Linked DNA regions of Danio rerio: region 2 is linked to region 1. Evidence: chromatin contacts called from public Hi-C data. All regions are on one chromosome and are shown on one strand. The core of a region is the stretch at or near the end of the contact, and the rest is flanking DNA. Distances in the headings are between cores, read along the strand shown. Region 1 overlaps arhgap40 (Rho GTPase activating protein 40). Region 2 holds the start of slc32a1 (solute carrier family 32 member 1).

Evidence for each region. Hi-C and Micro-C count contacts between places; a contact is called where the count stands out from the background.
Region 2: a Hi-C map of an unstated tissue shows a contact between it and region 1, with 4 times the contacts expected there. The contact joins the promoter of slc32a1 here to the enhancer-like site in region 1. A contact is called at or near these places in 5 of 18 Hi-C or Micro-C datasets (embryo, fibroblasts, hematopoietic stem cells and 1 more) and 1 of 4 datasets of contacts at active chromatin or transcription factors (gastrula embryo).

Annotation. Positions count from the first base shown.
Region 1 is chr6:62,913,775-62,919,165 of GRCz12tu, reverse strand. It overlaps arhgap40 (Rho GTPase activating protein 40), which reads right to left. Exons shown (of 16, transcript XR_012408317.1): 16 at 1,840-2,036. All of the region lies in intron 2 of LOC141386393 (a long non-coding RNA gene), which reads left to right. Among named protein-coding and RNA genes, the nearest start is that of slc32a1, 44 kb to the left of the region's middle. Within about 2 kb of position 3,600, at least 7 of the 62 cell types and tissues checked have an H3K27ac peak or open chromatin away from gene starts, as enhancers often do.
Region 2 is chr6:62,957,904-62,963,185 of GRCz12tu, reverse strand. It overlaps slc32a1 (solute carrier family 32 member 1), which reads right to left and starts at 2,418. Exons shown (of 2, transcript NM_001080701.1): 1 at 1,614-2,418; 2 at 1-196. The coding sequence starts at 2,018. The region is part of intron 1 of LOC141386393 (a long non-coding RNA gene); the gene reads left to right.

The sequences.
Region 1 (5,391 bases), core at 2,351-4,850:
GTTGTGTCGACCCCTGATGAATAAGACAGTAAGCTGAGGGAAAATGAATGATTGAACAAGACTATATGTTCAAAACAAGAGAGCATGTTTTGCAGTATAGAAGAGTTGTGTTTTGTGATTCGATGCTGACTTCAGTCTTGAAAACGCTCGTGTGTGTGCTGTGCTCTGTTCTCTTTCGGTTGAGCAGATCATGTGTGTTCAGGGTGATTTTCAGCACACAAAGGGAAGGTCACTTCACATGCGGCACGTGCAGTAAATGATGGCAGGAGTGTAAAAGTGTGTGTTTAACAGCGGCTGGCGTGACGCTGCAGCTCTGTGATTGGTGAAGCCGCGCTGAGCACAAAGACTCTGATTGCTAATCACACACAATTACACTTATTCACCAAATCACAGCAGAATCAAAGAGCAGAAATAGGCGTGTGTGTGTGTGTGATCACTGCCTCCATTCGCTCGTCCCTCCTCTTTATCTGTTCATCAGCTGAGAGAGACATCATTAAACACACATATACATACACACACACACATACACATACAGATATACACAGACACATTTACATATACATATATACACACATGCATGCATATACACTCACCGGCCACTTTATTAGGTACACCTCACTAGTACCGGGTTGGACCACTTTTGCTATCAGATCTGCTTTAATCCTTGGTGTTATAGATTCAACAAGCTACTGGAAATATTCCTCAGAGATTTTGCTCCATATTGTCATGATAGCATCACACAGCTGCTGCAGATTTGTCGGCTGCACATCCATGATGCCAATCTCCCGTTCCACCACATCCCAAAGCTGCTCTATTGGATTGAGCTCTGGTGACTGTGGAGGCCATTTGAGTACAGTGAACTCATCGTCATGTTCAAGAAACCAGTCTGAGATGATTGAGCTTTATGACATGCTGCGTTATCCTGCTGGAAGTAGCCATCAGAAGATGGAGACACTGTGCTCATAAAGGGATGGACATGGTCAGCAGCAATACTCAGGTAGGCTGTGGCGTTGATGCTCAATTGGTACTAATGGACCCAAAGAAAATCTCCCCCACACCATTACACCACCACCACCAGCCTGAACCGCTGATACAAGGCAGGATGATCCATGCTTTCATGTTGTCTGAGCCGAGCATCTGAATGTGTCAGCAGAAATGGAGACTCATCAGAGCAGCAACGTTTCTCCAATCTTCTATTGTCCAGTTTTGGTGAGTCTGTGTGAATTGTAGCCTCAGTTTCCTGTTCTTAGCTGACAGGAGCGGCACCCGGTGTGCTCTTCTGCTGCTGTAGCCCATCCGCCTCAAGGTTGGCCGTGTTGTGTGTTCAGAGATGCTCTTCTGCAGAGCTCGGTTGTAACGAGTGCTTATTTGAGTTACTGTTGCCTTTCTATCAGCTGGAACCAGTCTGGCCATTCTCCTCTGACCTCTGGCCTCATCAATAAGGCATTTGTGATGTGTTACCCACAAACAGTGCAAACCAGTTTATTTCTGCATCACAGAATAAGGTCAACATGAGCGTACACGAAACGTATCATTAATCTGACACACACTTGGAACGCATACAGTGATGAACGCGTCTGTAGACCATCAGATCAGCGCTTGATCACCGCGGAGCGAGAGATAACGCTGCGGTCGCAGATCAATACACACACACACACACACACACACACACACACTGCTGTTCTTGAGCGTCTGCCTGTCACTGATAGTGTTGTGAAGCTGCTGATGTCATTTTACAGCACATTCAGCAGAGATAATGGACACACACACACACACACACACACACACACACACACACACACACACACACACACACAAATAAGGAGACAGCAGACAGACTCAAATCAAAGTGTGTTTATTACATCATGAATATAAATCAGTTTATAAAAGCCAGCGAGACACACACACACACACACACACAAACACAAGCGTTACACTCCACATCCTGCACATGAGCAGAGCTGAACAGCAGATCTACACACTCCACATCTCACCATCATCATCATCATCATCATCTTCATTTAAGAGTCTGTGGACTGAAAAGGAGAACACTGAATACAGATCACACAACTCACACATTCAGAACATCCAGAAAATGTGTGTGTGTTTGCGTACAGGTCATGTCACACACACACAGGAGGAGAATACGCAGAGATGCTGATGTGTGTGTGATATATGATCAAATGGGTTTGTGTGTGTGTGCGTTTAATGTTCTGTGTGTATGTAGAAGAGCATTTGTGTGTTTGAGCATATGTGTGTGTGAAGATGAGCATATCTGTGTGTTGTATTTATTAATGTCAGCATGTGTATGAGTGTGTGTTTAATGTGTTTGAACGTGTATTCTGTGTGTGTGTAGACTAGCTTATGTGTGCGTTTGTGTGTGTTTTAATGTTTGCACGTGAATTCTCTGTATCCTTTGTGTGGATGAGCATGTGTGTGTGTGTGTGTGTGTGTGTGTCTGTTTGTGTATGTGTGTGTTTTGTGTTTTAAAGGTTTGCACATGTGTATTCTGTGTGTTATGATGAGTGTGTGCATGTGTAGATGAGCATGTATGTGTTTGTGTTTTAAAGGTTTGCACATATGCATGGTGTGTGTGTGTATTTAGATGAGTTTGTGTGTGTGTGTTTGTGTTTAGACAAGCACGTGTGTCTGTGTGTGTGTTATGTTTTTAAGGTTTGCACATGTATATGCTTTGTGTGTGTGTGTGTGTGTGTGTATATAAATGAGTGTGTGTGTAGATGAGTATGTGTGTGTGAGTGTTGTGTGTTTTTGGGGTTTACATATGTAAATTCTGTGTGTGTGTGTGTGAGTGTGTGTAGATGAGCATGTGTGTGTGAGTGTTGTGTGTTTTTTAGGGTTTGCACATGTAAATTCTGTGTGTGTGTGTGTATAAATGAGCGTGTGTGTGTGTGTGTGTGCGCATGTTTGTAGATGAGTGTGTATAGATGAGTGTGTGTGTTGTGTTTGCGCTTTTAAGGTTTGCACGTGGATTCTGTGTGTGTGTGTGTGTGTGTGTGTGTGTGTTTAAGGTTTGCATATTTGTATGCTGTGTGTGTGTTTGTATAGATGAGCATGTGTGTGTGTGTTTAGACAAGCACGTGTGTGTGTTGTGTTTTTAGGGTTTGCACATGTATATGCTGTGTGTGTATAAATGAGCATGTGTGTGTGCGTGTGCGTGTGTGTGTGTGTGTGTGTGCGCGCGCATGTGTGTAAATGAGTGTGTGTGTTGTGTGTGCTTTTAAGGTTTGCACTGTGTGTGTGTGTCTGTGTAGATGAGCATGTCTGTGTGTTTAATGTTTGTACCTGTGTATTCTGTATTTGTTTCCGTGTAAATGAGCGTTTGTGTGTGTGTGTATGTGTGTGTAAATGAGCATATGTTTGTGTGTTGTGTGTTTTTTAATGTATTCACGTGTGTAATTTGTGTGTGAGTTTGTGTAGATGAGCATATGTGTCTGTTTTTATGGTTTGCACATGTGTATTCTGTGTGTGTAGATGAGCGTGTGTGTGTGTGTATGCTGATGGGAAATGGTCATGTGTTAGCCGCGGGCATCAGTGTTTGTGTGTTTGGCTCTGGGCTCCGCGGGCTCGAACGGTGACCTACATCTGATTTTACTGCTGACAGAACATCCTTCTACAGTCTTTGTCCCTGATCAGCCGACTGTGACCCTCACTGAACAACAGCACACACACACACACACACACACACACACACACACACACACCGCCTTATGTTATCAAACACACCGAAAACCAATCAGGACTGCTGATACTGCAATTACTGAGTATTTTTGTCTTGTTTTTAATCTAAATGTCTAAACATACTGCAATAAAGACACGTTTCAAGACAAGTGAAAATCGAGTCTTGTTTTCAGAAATAAGTGAAGAGTGAGTGAGTTCTTCCTTAACAGAAGCTATGATCTGATTATTTCCCTTCCCTCATTGGCAGATTATTTTGCTTGTTTTAAGGAAAAACTCATTTCATTTACAATCATTATTTCTGAAAACCAAACAATATATTTTTACTTGTGTATAAAATGCATCATAATTAAAGAGTTTTTATTTATTTGCCTAAAAACAAGACCAAACAACACTTTTATCCTGATGGTTTGATTGGTGCTGGTGTTTGTATCTTGTCTTTTATTTATTTATACACTAATGTCGAGAGGATCACGTGTTTATGATTACCTGCAGCCGGTCCCGCATTATCCAATTTATGATTGACCAATCAGACGATTCCTAATCCACTATAAACACCCTCAGCTCCATATCACAGCCATCTTCATCTTCAAGAATACCCCCTTCCACCTCTACTCCTCCTCCTTTCCTAGATGGGTTGGCTCACAGCAAGAACACTACTGGTTGTAGTCCTCAACAAGCTAGTTGGCGTTTCTGTGCAGAGTTTACACGTTCTCCCCATGTTTACATGGGTTTCCCCCAGGTTCCCCGGTTTCCTCCCACCATCCAGAAACATGCAGCTTAAGTTAACTGGTGCTGATGTGGATTAGTCATAGACATGCTGCTAGTCAGTAGTTCTCTCTTAAGAGCGATCACTATCTGTTCATTAACTACTACAGCAGGGGAGTTCTCCACATCTGCCTCAGCTCAAACTCCCCTCTCACCCTGCAAACGGGTGGTAGCCCCAGGCTCGACGATCTTTTTAGCTCTGGGCTCTCTTCCGGGACAGCATGCCAAACACACTTTATAATCAATTATCAGCTGAGTGTGAACTCCTGAAGGTTTTGTTTTGAACAGTAGTTGTGGTTGTCTTTGTGAAGTGCTCATCGTTAAATGTCTCGTTAAGTGCTTTGTAATGTCCATCATTTATTCGATGTTTGACATAATCTCGACTGAAGCATAGAGAGGGCGGGGCATATAGTAGCTCCTCCCCTTAAAAACAGCCAATAGCATTTCTTTTTCTCACAGCTCTGCCAGTGAGAATGTTTAAGCTTAAGTGCATCAAATAAACAGCCAATGAGGAAAAAGAGGGCGGGGCCTGTCAGACAGTAGAGAGCATTTTGATTGGTTAGAAGAGTAGATGAGAAACTGAAGTATGAGGAGACGGCAGAGAAACTCATTGATGCATTTAAAGAGGCAAACTGTCGATGTTTATACCAGGTTTATATCTGCCACATGTGAGTTTTGTCACTGTTCTGGAGACTCTAGATTACAGATATCAGTTCGAACACCGATACTAACATCTAAAACACTTTATTTTAAATTTAATGGGAGCTTTAAGTGTGTGAAGAGACGCCATGTGGCTTTAATATGAGTTCAGATCATCTTCATTCTGTCAGATGAACATTAGCAAACGACTCTGAAATGTAATGTTCACAAAGCTGAGATACTTCCGTGTGTGTGTGTGTGTGTGTGTGTGTGTGGAGCAGGATGAAA
Region 2 (5,282 bases), core at 1,169-3,668, 45 kb before region 1:
GAGCGCAGCAGGCGTTGGCGATGTCCACGTACGAGTCTCTCACTCGCACCAACTGGCCGTCTTCGTTCTCTTCATAGAGGCAGGCGATGAGGATTTTGCCTGTGTAGCAGCACACGACGGCGGCGAATATAATGAGGAACAGTCCGAGATATCCACCGTGGAGAATGGCGTAGGGTAACCCGAGCACGAACATGCCCTGCGGGAGAGAAGCACAGCAAGCGCTTTACACCACAGACCGCTGCTTTTGTGCACATCATCACTCACAAGTGACCTAACATCGCTACACATCTATTCTCTGATCAAATGCCTGTAGTGTATGCTGCGTTTTTGGTGTAACCTTCTTTGTTCTCTGATCAAATGCATAAGTTATTTGGTGCGTAAAACGGTGCGTTTGTTTGTAGTAACCTTTAATATCTATTTTCTGATCAGATGCATAAGGTATTTGCTGCGTAAAATACTGGGTTTTTGGTGTAGCTTTTATCTATTCTCTGATCAAATGCACAGGGTATTTGGTGCGTAAAATTGTACGTTTTGGGATAGCCTTTTTTATTATCTATTCTCTGATCAAATGCATGAGTTATTTGGTGCGTAAAATAGTGCGTTTTTGGTGTAACCTTTAATATCTGTTATCTGATCAAATGCTTAAGGTATCGGTGCGTAAAATGTTACGTTTTTCGGGTTAACCTGGTTTATTATCTATTCTCTGATCAAATGCATATAGTGTTTGGTGCGTAAAATGGTGCGTTTTATGGTGTAACTGTCTTTGTCTATTCTCTATTCTCTAAACGCGCAAGTATTTGAAGCGTAAAATGGTGGGTTGTTTGGTGTAACCTATATTATCTATTCTCCAGTCAAATGCATATGGTACTTGGTGCGTAAAATGAAGCTTTTTTTGTGTAGGCTGCTTTATTGCAAATATAACTGTGGTAATAATGAACTTGTGTGGAGGGAATGCGCCCTGTGTTCACTGCAGGAATTCAGTGCCGAAATTCCATTTGCTGTGAGCAAAGTCACGCTCACCTCATTGTGTCGTCATCTGGATGAATCAAATAGGCAGGGAGTCACGTCACGGATGTCAGATTGGCTATTAAGAGGTTTAAGTGCGCATGATTAAACGTGTTTTTTAGTATTGTGAACACGTTTTTGCAATACTCGAGAACGTATTTTCCAAGTCGATGTGTACAATATTACAATTTTAAATGCGTTTAAATATTGTTTATGTTTTAATGTAAAAGAAGCATTACTCTCTCCAGTTTACGCACGTCGAAAATAGATGGAATTTCTCACGCAAACAACACGAATCTCCGTCTCTTGATACCTAATGTAGGTTTAATAGGTCGAATGAATGATATTTCATGAGCACTATTTTTTGAAGCTCAACTCGTTGATAAACCTGCCTTAACCTATGTTCCTCCTTCAAGTCCTTCACTATAACACGACATCAGCACAAGAAAAACCTACGCCATTTAAAAGCACAGCTCATCTTTAATAAAACAGACTGTTCACATTCATACCGCAACTCGCTTTTACGCATTTCCACACAACTTTAGGACATGAATTTGTTCACAGCTATGCATCGCCATGACGCGTGACGCCTGACGATGCGCCTTTACCTGGATCGCGTTGGTCACGTTCCAGCCCGCTTCCCAAGCAGTGATTCTGGGCTTGTCCGGGTTGCCAATTTCGGAGCAAAGTCCCCCGTCTTTGGATGCTGAGGGCGGTGGACCCGTTCCATCCCTCTGGTAATGGCTGTCCCCTTCGGCCATCCCATCTTCCCCCATTTCCCCGCCGCCCTCTCCCCCCATCTCATCGTTTTTTAGGATGTCCATTTGAAGCCCCTGCCTGTGGTCATAGTCCAGATCATCGCAGGCGGCGAAACCCAAAGCCTCCTCATCGGTGGCGGCCTGGAAGCCCAGTCTGGCGAACATCCCGCTCACCTTCGCCTGCGACTTATTGGTGACGGTAGTGGCCGCGTTGGACAGCTTATTCGAGATCTTGCTTCTTATTAACGTAGCCATGATTGTTCTGCTAAACGAGACAGGTGTCTAGATACCTCAGCGAATGTTTTTTTCCTCTAGATATTTCAGATTTAGTGCGTGACCGGAGCTCTTTGTCTGCGCGAGAAGAGAACGGACTCTCGTGGTGACGCGTATTCGTTATCTCCGGTTCTGACTGAAATCACGCCTGCTGTTTTGGCTAATTCCGTGGTTCATGTCACTTTCAGACGTAGATGATGCCTGGCGCCCGCATCCTGTTGGCCCGCTCCTCTCTCACTCTATTCTGGCCGAACTCTTGACGCGCGTTTCGGGCGAGAGCAAGTTTATGGTCCGGTGCGTAAAGGAGAATGCTCGCAGCTTTACGCGGGCTTTCCGTCCTCTGTATCCGTGGCACAGCTTCGACTCCTGTGTTTCAGTGGCCGTCGCTGATGCCAATGCGGTACACGGGAGCTCGGGGGTGTTGAGAGGGAGGCACGTGTCACCGTCAGCCTGCCAATGCTAGTCTCGCGTCTCCGGCTCCCAATGCGCGCGCTACTCCGCACCGACGGGAGGAAAAAAACGGGGTAAAGATTTGCTGCATTTCTAGGGGAGGTGCTTGCAGGACCCCATCCTTCCTCTCCAATCTCATTATGCCCACTATACTTGGTCACAACACCCAATGGCATCCGGGGTCTCATAGTGTTGCATAACTTTACGTATATATAAACCGTCTCCAGCATCAGAGTAGATCTCACATGGACACAAAAAGTGTTCTTGAACTGTTCTTGTGTTTTTTTTCCTTCCTTTCTTTTCCCAGCTTGAACTCTCCATTTTTATGGCTTCACGTGAATGTTTAGGATCAGTTTTTACTCTCTTTTTTTCAAGAAGAGGAGACGTGCCACCCTCGACGACGCTTGTAGAGTTGATGTCGGAATACTCGCAGCTTGAACGGATTTAAAACCTACTTTTATTCGACAAGGAAATGAGCAAGAAACATGTCGCAGATTTGATAGATATAGAGATTTTTTGATGGCTAAGTACCAAGTTATGTTAAGCGATGTGTTGGTTTTATTTAGAAAAATAGCACGCGTATTTCTCTTGGATTATTTGTCACGGGGCAGTGCGCTGGGCTGTTTGCCTTAATGAGTTTCTGCATCATGTTTTGGGACACTGTTTTTATAAAAACGTTAAAAAAGTTAATAGTCTATTTAAACTAATTATAATTTTGATCTCTTATGGATTTTTCGTTTATTAGCATTTTTGTCGTTTTATAATCATCATATCCAAGTGGACTTTTCTAAGTTTTGTTCTTAGCATTTATTTGTGGCTTGCTGCAAACAACTGGATGCTTTTATAAAATATAATACAAGCTCAATATTCTCTTATTCGTTTGCATAAAATATTTGGAAATATTTAATAGCCTATTCAGTTTTTTATATAATCACAATATGATCACGTATTAATATTATTCTCAAAAGAGCTGAAGAGACTGACTAATCGTTTATCTAAAGCAAAAAGCGACACCCGGTCTTTAAAGAAATAAACCTTAAATGAAATCCTAAATTAATCCACTATTTTTAGATAATCGTCGGGATGGTTGCGAACATATTTGGTGTCATTAGGAGCTCAAATGTTAACGAATAATTAGAAATGACCCGCTTTATTTTATCCACTATTGAATAGTACTTAGATTGAAAAACAAATGCTACACACTTACAAAAACAACAACACATTGAACATATGTAAAAATATACTGACATGATAAATATTCTAACTATTAAAATTGCGTCACAATTTAGGATGTTAGCTGTAAATTAGGGCAATGCTGAGAAAATTGGTTTGTCTAATAGATTGAATCTGATGTATCATTTAATTTAATTTCATTAGTTTTCCACAGACAAGATTTAATTTTCATAAAAATAAACAAATCTGTGTTTTCCACTGATCCTCGTTTAGTGTCACGGAGTTATTCTGCTGTTTGCACGCGATATAAACAGAAGCGTTGCTGTATTGTCCGTATCTAATCTTTTGAATCAGCAATGGTGTTTTCCCCGGAGGTCTCCCTGGTCCCGCAGGCTGTGCTCGGCCTCTCGGCCTGTGTTTCCCGGTGGGAGTGGAACGGGTTAATCGGAGCGCCGTTATCAGCCGCGCGCAGAGCTCGAGCTCCGGGATTTACAGCCGCAGAAACACAATCGTCTGAAGAACGGCGCATGCGCACACGGGCGATTGTCAGCGCTTTTACACAGAATTCAGCTCAGATACCAAGCACATTAGAAGGAAAAAAAACCTGATTACAATGTGAATGCAGATTAAACAATGCAGTTTAGATTTCTTTATAGGTAAACAGGCACGACTTATGTTATCATGGACGTTTTAATATTTTGCATTAATGTTATAATATATTATAATACATAAATGCTAATATAATATAACATAATCAGAGTTATTCAGCATTATTCCTGTAAAGTAAAATATTAAATTATGAGCCTAACATTAAATGTAATTAAATACATGATTTTTGTCAAAAGGTGGATGTGGTAATAAATGTAATGCAGTTGGCCACCTTGAATTCCCTATGCAGGAGCAACCCTAAAATAATATATTATCATATAATAAATAGATTACAAATTAGGATATTTTCCTGGTAAAATATAGGTTTAAGTGAAAAAAAAACATATTGATCTACCCTATTCAAAAATTAATCAGATATAATATTCTGGCTTTCTGAGCATTATGTGAAGACTATAAAGCCATTTAAAACATTATGTTCTATCCACTTTTCTCAAAGATAGTGTGTTTTAATCGTATTCAATGTGTTTGTGTATATTGGGTGTGCAAGTCTGCCTCCTGTCTCATAGCGTGAAAAACATCTCATTGATTTTCTCACCTCTACAATCCATAATCTTGCCATTATTCCCATTCTGTTTGCTTCTTTCACCATGGCTGGATTATCTGCATTTTACCAGAGCAACTATATTAACAAATGTGTCATTCTTATTCATAATGTGAATAAATCTGTGGTCCATCACTTCTCATTTAGTTAAAATGCATTTACATGCGTTATTACTTGGTTTTTGTCTTGTTTATAGTCCAAATATCTAACAGTTCTCAAATCAAGAAACATTTTCTAGACAGCACCAAAACAAAGTCTTGTTAGAAATAATGAGTGAAAATTAAGTGAGTTTTTCCTGAAAACAAGCAAAATAATCTAACAATGAGTTAAATGATGTTGTTTTTATTTTGAGGTGAGATCATTTCACTTTCCCTATTGGCAGAGTATTTGACTTGGTTTAATACAAAACTCAC